Linked DNA regions of Zea mays: all the other regions are linked to region 3. Evidence: chromatin contacts called from public Hi-C data. All regions are on one chromosome and are shown on one strand. The core of a region is the stretch at or near the end of the contact, and the rest is flanking DNA. Distances in the headings are between cores, read along the strand shown.

The links. Hi-C and Micro-C count contacts between places; a contact is called where the count stands out from the background.
Region 1: a contact with region 3 is called in a Hi-C map of leaf, with 9 times the contacts expected there. The contact joins the promoter of LOC100279906 here to the promoter of LOC100279578 in region 3. A contact is called at or near these places in 5 of 25 Hi-C or Micro-C datasets (bundle sheath, endosperm, leaf and 1 more).
Region 2: a Hi-C map of endosperm shows a contact between it and region 3, with 2.3 times the contacts expected there. The contact joins the enhancer-like site here to the promoter of LOC100279578 in region 3. A contact is called at or near these places in 2 of 25 Hi-C or Micro-C datasets (endosperm and leaf).

Annotation. Positions count from the first base shown.
Region 1 is chr7:93,172,476-93,175,219 of Zm-B73-REFERENCE-NAM-5.0, reverse strand. It overlaps LOC100279906 (RING/U-box superfamily protein), which reads left to right and starts at 1,351. Exons shown (of 5, transcript NM_001152858.1): 1 at 1,351-1,442; 2 at 2,095-2,744. The coding sequence starts at 2,356.
Region 2 is chr7:93,230,763-93,233,466 of Zm-B73-REFERENCE-NAM-5.0, reverse strand. No RefSeq gene overlaps it. Among protein-coding and RNA genes, the nearest start is that of LOC109941239, 54 kb to the right of the region's middle. Within about 2 kb of position 1,371, at least 14 of the 20 cell types and tissues checked have an H3K27ac peak or open chromatin away from gene starts, as enhancers often do. A contact at or near this core is called in endosperm and leaf, where this site is marked.
Region 3 is chr7:93,420,052-93,422,814 of Zm-B73-REFERENCE-NAM-5.0, reverse strand. It overlaps LOC100279578, which reads right to left and starts at 1,488. Exons shown (of 1, transcript NM_001152575.2): 1 at 1-1,488. The coding sequence starts at 1,322. The coding sequence ends at 246.

The DNA of each region.
Region 1 (2,744 bases), core at 102-2,601, 250 kb after region 3:
TACTTCGGCCAACAGACTCGACATCACTTCTTCCACGACTTGGGGTCCACTCGAGCTACAGCCTGCTAGGCATGGAGGCGATCAGGCTGATGTTAACCTCTTCGAGGATGCACCACGACACATTCAACGTTGTCACCCACTTCAGTAGATGTTCGAGGAGCTTCACGAGTGAGTCACTCACTATATGCCACAATGGATTTATCACTTTTCTCACTCTCTTTTGTTGCTTCTTTTGAGCCTCAGGATGTTGGAAACACTTTCTCTGATCCTAACTAGGCCAATGCCATGCATGAGGAGCTTAAAAACTTTGAGAGGAACCAGATTTGGGTTTTGGTTCCACCGCCTCAAAACTGCCACCTAATTGGTACAAAATGGGTTTTAAAAAACAATCAAAGCAAGGATGGGTTGGTAGTTCAAAACAAAGCTTGATGGGGTTGATTCGCCCGCAACCCGTAGTGCATACTAGCAAATATTCAGCAATTCAAGGTTTGCTTCAGCTTCAGCCATTTAAGGATTACTTTAACGTACAACATGAACAAATATTTAGCTATTCAAGGTTTATTTTGGCCATTCAATGTTTACTTCAATGTACAATAAAAACAAATATTCAGCCATTTAAGGGTTACTTCAGACATTCTCATCAATTCAAAGTGTTGAGTCGAGGACGAGAGCTGACTGCTGCGACAGATGAATGAAGGCACCACACCGAAAATTTGTGGACGTTGGTGCAACGACTGGATCGAAGCAGAGTTTGACTAATTACAGACGGCGGTCGAGTGGGTCATGCGAGCGGCGACATGGGGAATCAGTTGGGTGGGCTGGTGCGAGTGGTGGTTTGTAGGATTTAATTAGGTAGGGTTATGTCTCGCTGAGTGATGAATAACGCCGCCCTATGTATTGTTATACTGTATTTTTAATTACATTAAACATAAAAAATTATAAATTCGTAATATATTCCTTTTATTTTATATATACTTCTACTATAAAACAAAGGTAAAATCCCTTTAGTTTCTTGGTTCTTACTGCGAGGGAAGAGACAAATAAAATGTATAAAAAGATTGCGAAAATCGCTGTGGCTACCTACCATAGCCGACACGTTCTTCTTGCTAGAAGCGAGGTGTCAGCCACGCCCTCCTAACACGCATACGCCAGGTCCATGGGACCACTCTCACTCATACTCCCTCGTCCCTCCGTGCCAAAACGAAAGGGACCGCTGCTCTGCTCTGCCTGCCTCCCCTTCATCCTCCACTTCTTCCTCTTGGTCTGGTTCGGGCAGAGCATCCGCACCTGCTCGGCCGATTACCCCGGCGTTTTCTGTTCCCTTTCACCCCGCGTGCGGGCGCTATCCTTCCCGTGGCGACGTCTGGGTGACCGCTGCCGCAGCCCTACACTAGGTTCCTAGGTATTCGCCGGGCCCTTCCCCGGCGACGAGCACCCACCATGTATGTCCACCCCTTCCTCTTCCATACCTTACAAAACCTACCCAAACCCTAAATTAAACTGTTTGGCTATTTGTATTCGGATCTGATCTAACTACAAATGCTTACATGTATTACTATGCCTACTATTTCGATTTTCTTTTGCAAATATTATCGGGTCTTATTATTGCTCGGCTATCTTGGTCTCACGCCTCAGTTCCTCTTGCGAAGCTGTTAAGCATAGCATATGTTATGTTAACCTATCTTAAAAGGACTTCCAGACATAGATTTTAAGAGAGTCATTTTGTAGGGCTATTCTTTTTCTCCTTGCGAGCCAATACCATTAGTAAATTAGTGACTTATTTGAAGTTCATAGATAGTCTATCAGGCTGGTCTCCTGGGTCATTTCCCTAGCAGAGCAGGTTTCCGGTTCTCTACAAGCGTTCTGTATAAGAGGTCCCAGTTACATCAAGTTCCATTCCAGCAATCAATTTGGATAGTATTGATAGTTTACGCTAAAAATTCACACTTCCTCGGATTAAACTCATAAATCATGGCCTTTCACAGTAATCGAATCTAATACTCACAGCTTAGCCTACGTGAACTAATATTTTTTGTATAGTGGTTCAGTATATTTACGAATAACTCTACTATGTTTGCATGTATATGACAAAAGGTACATGAGAAATCCTTTTTCAAATTTGTAGCTTAGGCTACCTCTGTGGGGATCTTCTGTGAAGCAAGAGAAGTTACCTAGCACACAACTCAAAGTTCAGTAGATTATTGAGGATCAACATTTCAGCCATCTGTATGTTAGTTAATATGATGGCCGATGGTAACATCTGGTTAGAAAGATAGAAACTCATTATTGCGCTACATATGGTAGTGCCCATTCGACATAAGAACTAAGCTGGACATTGGTAGATCCAAGTTATTAATGGCGCACACTTCCTGTGATGGTGTACATCATGTTATAAGTGTAGCACATGGGGAAACTGCATCAACATCAACCAGTCATCAAGATATGTGCAGTGACTCGGATGAACCACATCAGGAAGATAGGCTATCAACAAGCACACAAACCCTGTCATCAGAGTCTTCGCCATCAATATCACCAACTGCTTATAGCACCAGAAATTTATCTTTTCCTAGAAGAGATAGTATATATGGTCATGGAAGAAGTCCATGGAATTCTGGTTTATGGATCTCGTTTGAAATTGTCATGTACATTGCTCAGGTTGTAGCTGCTATTGTCATCCTCATCTTTTCAAGACATGAACATCCCCATGCTCCTTTGTTCGCATGGATAATTGGATATACACTTGG
Region 2 (2,704 bases), core at 122-2,621, 190 kb after region 3:
AATCTAGTAAAACTCTCTAAAGGTTTTGAATTGGAATACCTTTTAATAATAATTTTATTACCTTAAAGTAACATCCATATGAATCTAGTTATCTCTTTACCAAAATATATATTTATTAGTACTCTCTAAAAATATTTTATACACAAGGAATTATTGTCTTAAAACACATATCTTTGTGAGTATGGGTTGCATAATTAAAAGTATTTGCTTAAATAGGATAATAAATAAATAAATAAATAAAATTAAACTATGCATCATGGTGAGTTTTCTTTGATTGCGCATTTGAAATAAGTTTGAAACTTGAAACTCATATTTGAATTCAATTCTTGATTATAAAATTGAATTTGAAAAGGGAAACATAAAATAAAATAAAAAGAAAGAAGAGAAAACTTACTTGCACTCAGGTCGGTATTTTTCCTCTCGGTCAAGTATTACACCCACCGGCCCACTTCTTCAACCTTCCCTTTTCTTTTCCCTTTGAGCAGCTGAGCCAGTGATGCATGGGTCTCGTGGGTTAGGCTTATCTTCTATCTCCTGACGATATTAGAAGGTAGATGCAGGGAGTTTCGCCAGGACTTGGACTCCACGGCTCGGTTGGATACGTCACGTTCAACTGGTCTCGCGTGCGCCCGCCTCCAAAGACACTGCGTGTGGGTCCCGCTGCACAGAAGCGTCTCCTACCGACTGTGCGTAACAAACTCGATGCCAATCATCGTAACCATCTTCAGTTGTTGCAAACGAAGCCGCGAGCATCGGCCAATGCCTTCCCCCGATCCTTATCCCATGCGTATAAGTACCAACCAATACCCCCCTTGGACCAACGCATATGAAGGATAGCTCTATTGTCAAGCGCCACCATCGTAGAGCACCACCGCGAACCGAAGGAAGGAGAAATAGCCACCGGCGTGGCCTTGCGCCTGCAGCGTCGTTCGAAAGCCAAAAAGATGTTTGGGAGCATCACCGGTAACCAAGTAGGGTTCAAGGGTAATTCAACGAGCTCGAGGGGCCACAGGACGACTACAAATTGCTCGCCAGAGCAAGGCCACCACCGTGGAGCCGCACTGCTTCATGGGCAGGCTTGACACTGTACACACGCTGGTAAAACCTCCTTACATGCATTCTTTGTCATCTCCACTTTCCTATGCACGTGCTCGCACACCGTTTTGGCCACCATGGCGTGGGTTGGGACTTCGTCGACGAGGAGCCGCCGTGCATGCATGGTCGCTGTCGAGTCTAGTGTCGAGAGGAGGGCGACAAACCTTTGACCATTGATCTATTGAATGGGTGGCCCCTGATTAGATCGGATACATCATTCGGGTGGACTCAGTCAGAGTCGTAGATAGGGCAATCAACGGTGTAGATCGTGTCCGAGTTCATCATTGGGTAATTAAATCCAAGCCATCCAGTTCAGTTCGAGCGATTATGATTAGATCGTCGATACCCCTTCACTTTATAAAATCTAAACCGTCACTTTTTTATCCAACGGACGATCAAACCCATTTCCTCATAGCCGAGGCAAAATTGTTTAAGCGCCCCTAGGATTTTCAACGATCAACCCACACTCCTAAGTTAGTTGAAAGCTATTTAAAATAGAGAACATATCTGGTGCACATGGATGTTTAGTGCACATGGTGCACATATTAAACCACCACCACTCATCTGAGATCTAACGCCTCTAGTTGCTTGGTATATTTTGCTAGGACACCCTCTAACGTGGTGGGGTATAGTGGTGGAAGATGTTATTTGTAAATTGCAATGATCAACTAGAAACGTTAGATCTGATATGGATAGTGATGATTTAATATGTGCACCATGTGCACTAAACTTCTATGTGCACTAGATATGTCCTCTTTAAAATAAGCCCTCAAAACTTACCCAAAGCACCCTAGGTTTTTAGCCCTTTTAACTCAACGTCCACCACTTTGTCATTGCACCGGAAAAAGTAATATAATTTTAATTAGAAATGCATGAAAGGCTAGAATTTATATTGTTATTAGAAAATAGTCTCCAGAACTTGTAAAATCCATATCTTACTCGTTTTAGCTCCAAATTTAGTAGTTCTTGAACCTACGGATTCGTCTTGACTCGTATAATATTCCTATGCAATTTGATTCCATATTTGATGTAATGTTATTGGTTTCATTATTTTCTTATTTGTATGTATTGCTACGAGTATAAGTGAGATTACGAGGAATCTCAAGCCCAACTTGGAGAAGTACCTGGGTTGCACAAAAAGGCAAGTTGTATCCTTGATCATATTCTTTGACCTAATAATATTTACTTTTATGTTCTCACCTATGCACTATTAGGTTAACCTAATGGGACCTATTAGGTTACCTAGTTTTGTTTAGCCTACACCTTGCATACAAATGAATATCGGATAGTCTTGCTATTGCTCTACCTGGTTGAGGGATTATTATTATATGAAGTATGATCATGTTTTATTATTAATGAATTATTTATTGGTTATGATAAGATTATTTTGTTAATTGGAACATGAAGCCCTAACCCGAGACAACTGTGCTACCACAAGGATGGAATGAGACACCCTTAGTCAATTAATTAGGAAATCTAGTGTGAGATGGTCCTTTCCCGAAAGGGACAAGTAGAGAGTGAATCGTTGTAAGCATAATGCTGACTGTAATTACTACGATGAAGTTACAGACCGTGGAAAAGGGTATATGCCTCCTTTTGCTTGAAACCA
Region 3 (2,763 bases), core at 239-2,738:
CTCTGAGTTTTTTCTACGCGACCACCTCTCCGAATGGTATCCGGACCAAATTCCGGCTCTACCACAATAATTAATCTAAGGGCTCCTCTGAACTTTTTGATTCAGGGAGAGTACAGCAAAAAAAAAAAAAACTTTTTGAATGAAAATGGAAGAAAAAAAACCCAATTAGGCACCCCCGCGAAATCCCTTGTGCGACCAGCCATCCTTCGGAGGGAGTACTAGTACTAGCTGACAACTGCACAGAACTAGTGATTCCTCCTCCGGAGATCGATGACGACCACCGAGACGTTGTCGGAGCTTCTCCTCGCGAGGGCCAGCTTGGTGAGCAACGCGGCGGCCTCGGCACACCACTTGGCCCGGCCCCTGCGGAGGCAGGCGCGCGCCACCTCGCACGCGGCCTCGTTGCTCACCACGTCCCAGAGCCCGTCGCTGCCCAGGATGAGGCACTCGTCGCCGTCGGACCGGTCGGTCACCGTCACCTCGGGAACGGACGACACGTACGGCTTCAGGTATCCGTCCCCGACGGCGCGGGACATGGCGAGGACGCCCAGAACGCGCGCGCCCTCCCAGAAGATGACGCGCCCGCCGGCGGACTCGATGCGCTCCAGCTCGTCGGGGCGGTCGGGCTTGTGGTCCGACGACAGCGGCAGCGGCGGCGCGCCGTCCCCACGGCAGAGCACGGCGCGGCTGTCGCCGCAGTTGGCCACAATGACGCTGTGCTCCTCCACGACGGCCACCACGGCCGTGGAGCCCACGTGGTCGCACCTGTGCGCGTCGCAGCGGCAGGTGCTGCTTCTGGCGGCGGCGGCGCGCCCGCCGGCCGACGTCACCTCGGCGTCCATCCGCGCGAAGCTGCGTTCCATCGCCACGGTCCAGGCCGCCGCCGCGGAGACTGAGCTGTCGGCGGCGGTGGCGGCGAGCTCCTCGGCGACCAGCTCGTGCATCCGGTCCCGGCACGCCTCGGCCACGTGCGAGCAGCCGTGGCCGTCGAACACTCCGTAGAAGTCGCGCCTCCCGCCGTCGGCCGTGCCCTCCGCGCAGAACGCGTCGCGCACGGACACGGCATCCTCCATCTCCCTCCTGCGGCCGGCCACCGACGCCGCCCCGTGCTTCCGCGCCACCAGCAGCTCCCCTGCCCCGAGACTCCGCTTCCTCGTAGCATCGGCCGTGCCAGCGGCCACCGCGTGCTTCCACGCCCCAGACTCTCCGGCCCGGCTCCGCCTCTCGGCGCGCGCCCTGGCCCTGGCCTCCGCCTCCGCACCAACCACCGGTGCCGCCGTCGCCGCTACGGCCGAGTCACAGCAGACCTGCGCCATCGACATCAACCAAGCACCACCACCGCCTCCGCCACCCCTAGGGAAGCTTCCACCGCCACGTGCTCCCTGAAGCAAGCTAAATACTCCGGCGAAACGAGAGTTGAGAGAGGGTCCCGTGGTGCCTGCCGGGCGCCCCTTTTAAAGCCCCTGTCTCGCGGGCTCGCGCGGCGCCGGGAGTCGGGTCGCGCGATCTCATTCTGAGGCGGACCGGCTGGCGCCCACCGCATCTGGGCCGTCCACGGGCTCACCTTGCACGACACGTTGCCGCAGCTGTTCAGCCCCGCCGCGACACGTGACGCGCGCCGGTCTGCTGGTCATAAGCAGCAGGCATCATTTATCGCGCACCACGTCTAACCTAATCAAATCTAATCGCGCACCAGACGACGCAACCGCTGCCCCCCGCGTGCGTGTTGGCGGCCGGCGATTGGGCCACCGCATCGGCGCGTCAGTGTTCCGGGTCCGCGCACGGGATCTCGGTGCGGAGGCGGAGAACAAACAACGTGACGTGTGTCCCCTCTGCACGGCGGCAATTTCTGATGCTTTTGTTAACTCCGGCAAAACGCCGCCCTGGTTTGATGCGATCGTTGTAGTAATCAAAAAGGCGACCGCGCTGCGTGCCGGGACGGGATTGGCTGTGGCGCCCGCACACGATGGCACGAGGGCTCGTGTCGTGTCGTGTCTAGTTTGACTCGGCGGTCGACGAACTAATCCTGGGCCGGGAAGACATGCCACCGCAGGGATCAAAATTAGACGCGCGCGTCATGGGGGCCCGGACAGAGGAACCGAACGAGTGCACTTTCGGCTTTGGCCGCCTCTATGCGTCCCGCCAGCCCCGTGCAGCCCGTCGCGCATGGGGAAGTCATCGGCAGTGGGCGTTGCAATCGCGGGGCCGGCCGAGGTCGGGCGGGTCCCTCGCGCGCGGCAACGGGCACGGCACTGCTGTGAAAACGGAGGAAACCGGGTGTCGGTTTCGGGGTGATTGAGGTGGGAGACCTCAGCTCGCGGGCTCCGGAGTCAGCGGCGACGTGGACAGTGTGCTTACGTGCCGTGACGGGGTGAGTCGGCGAGGGATGGACGGGAGCGCAGGCGCGGTGCCACGCAAGGAGGATCGTGACTTTAGAAAACTGGTGCTGCGCGGGGACTTGTGCGTGGGTGATGGGCGGAGACATGGGGGCATGGGCGGGCGACAGGTGTTACTAGAGAGTGGGTGAAAAGGACGTACGCCGCTCAATGAAATCTGGTGGTGATTTTACCGGAGAAATTTCCGAGTCAAGGTGAAAGAGAATAATCAGCGGCTCTAATATATAGAAACAAAATGTTGTAGAAGTAATACCCGTATCTGAATTAAAGTCACCATCAAACACAACAAACAAGCCAGTTCGTTCATTCGTTTGCTTGAGTACATGTAAAACACAATTAAATAAATAGTCTCTTAAAAGGTCTCTAC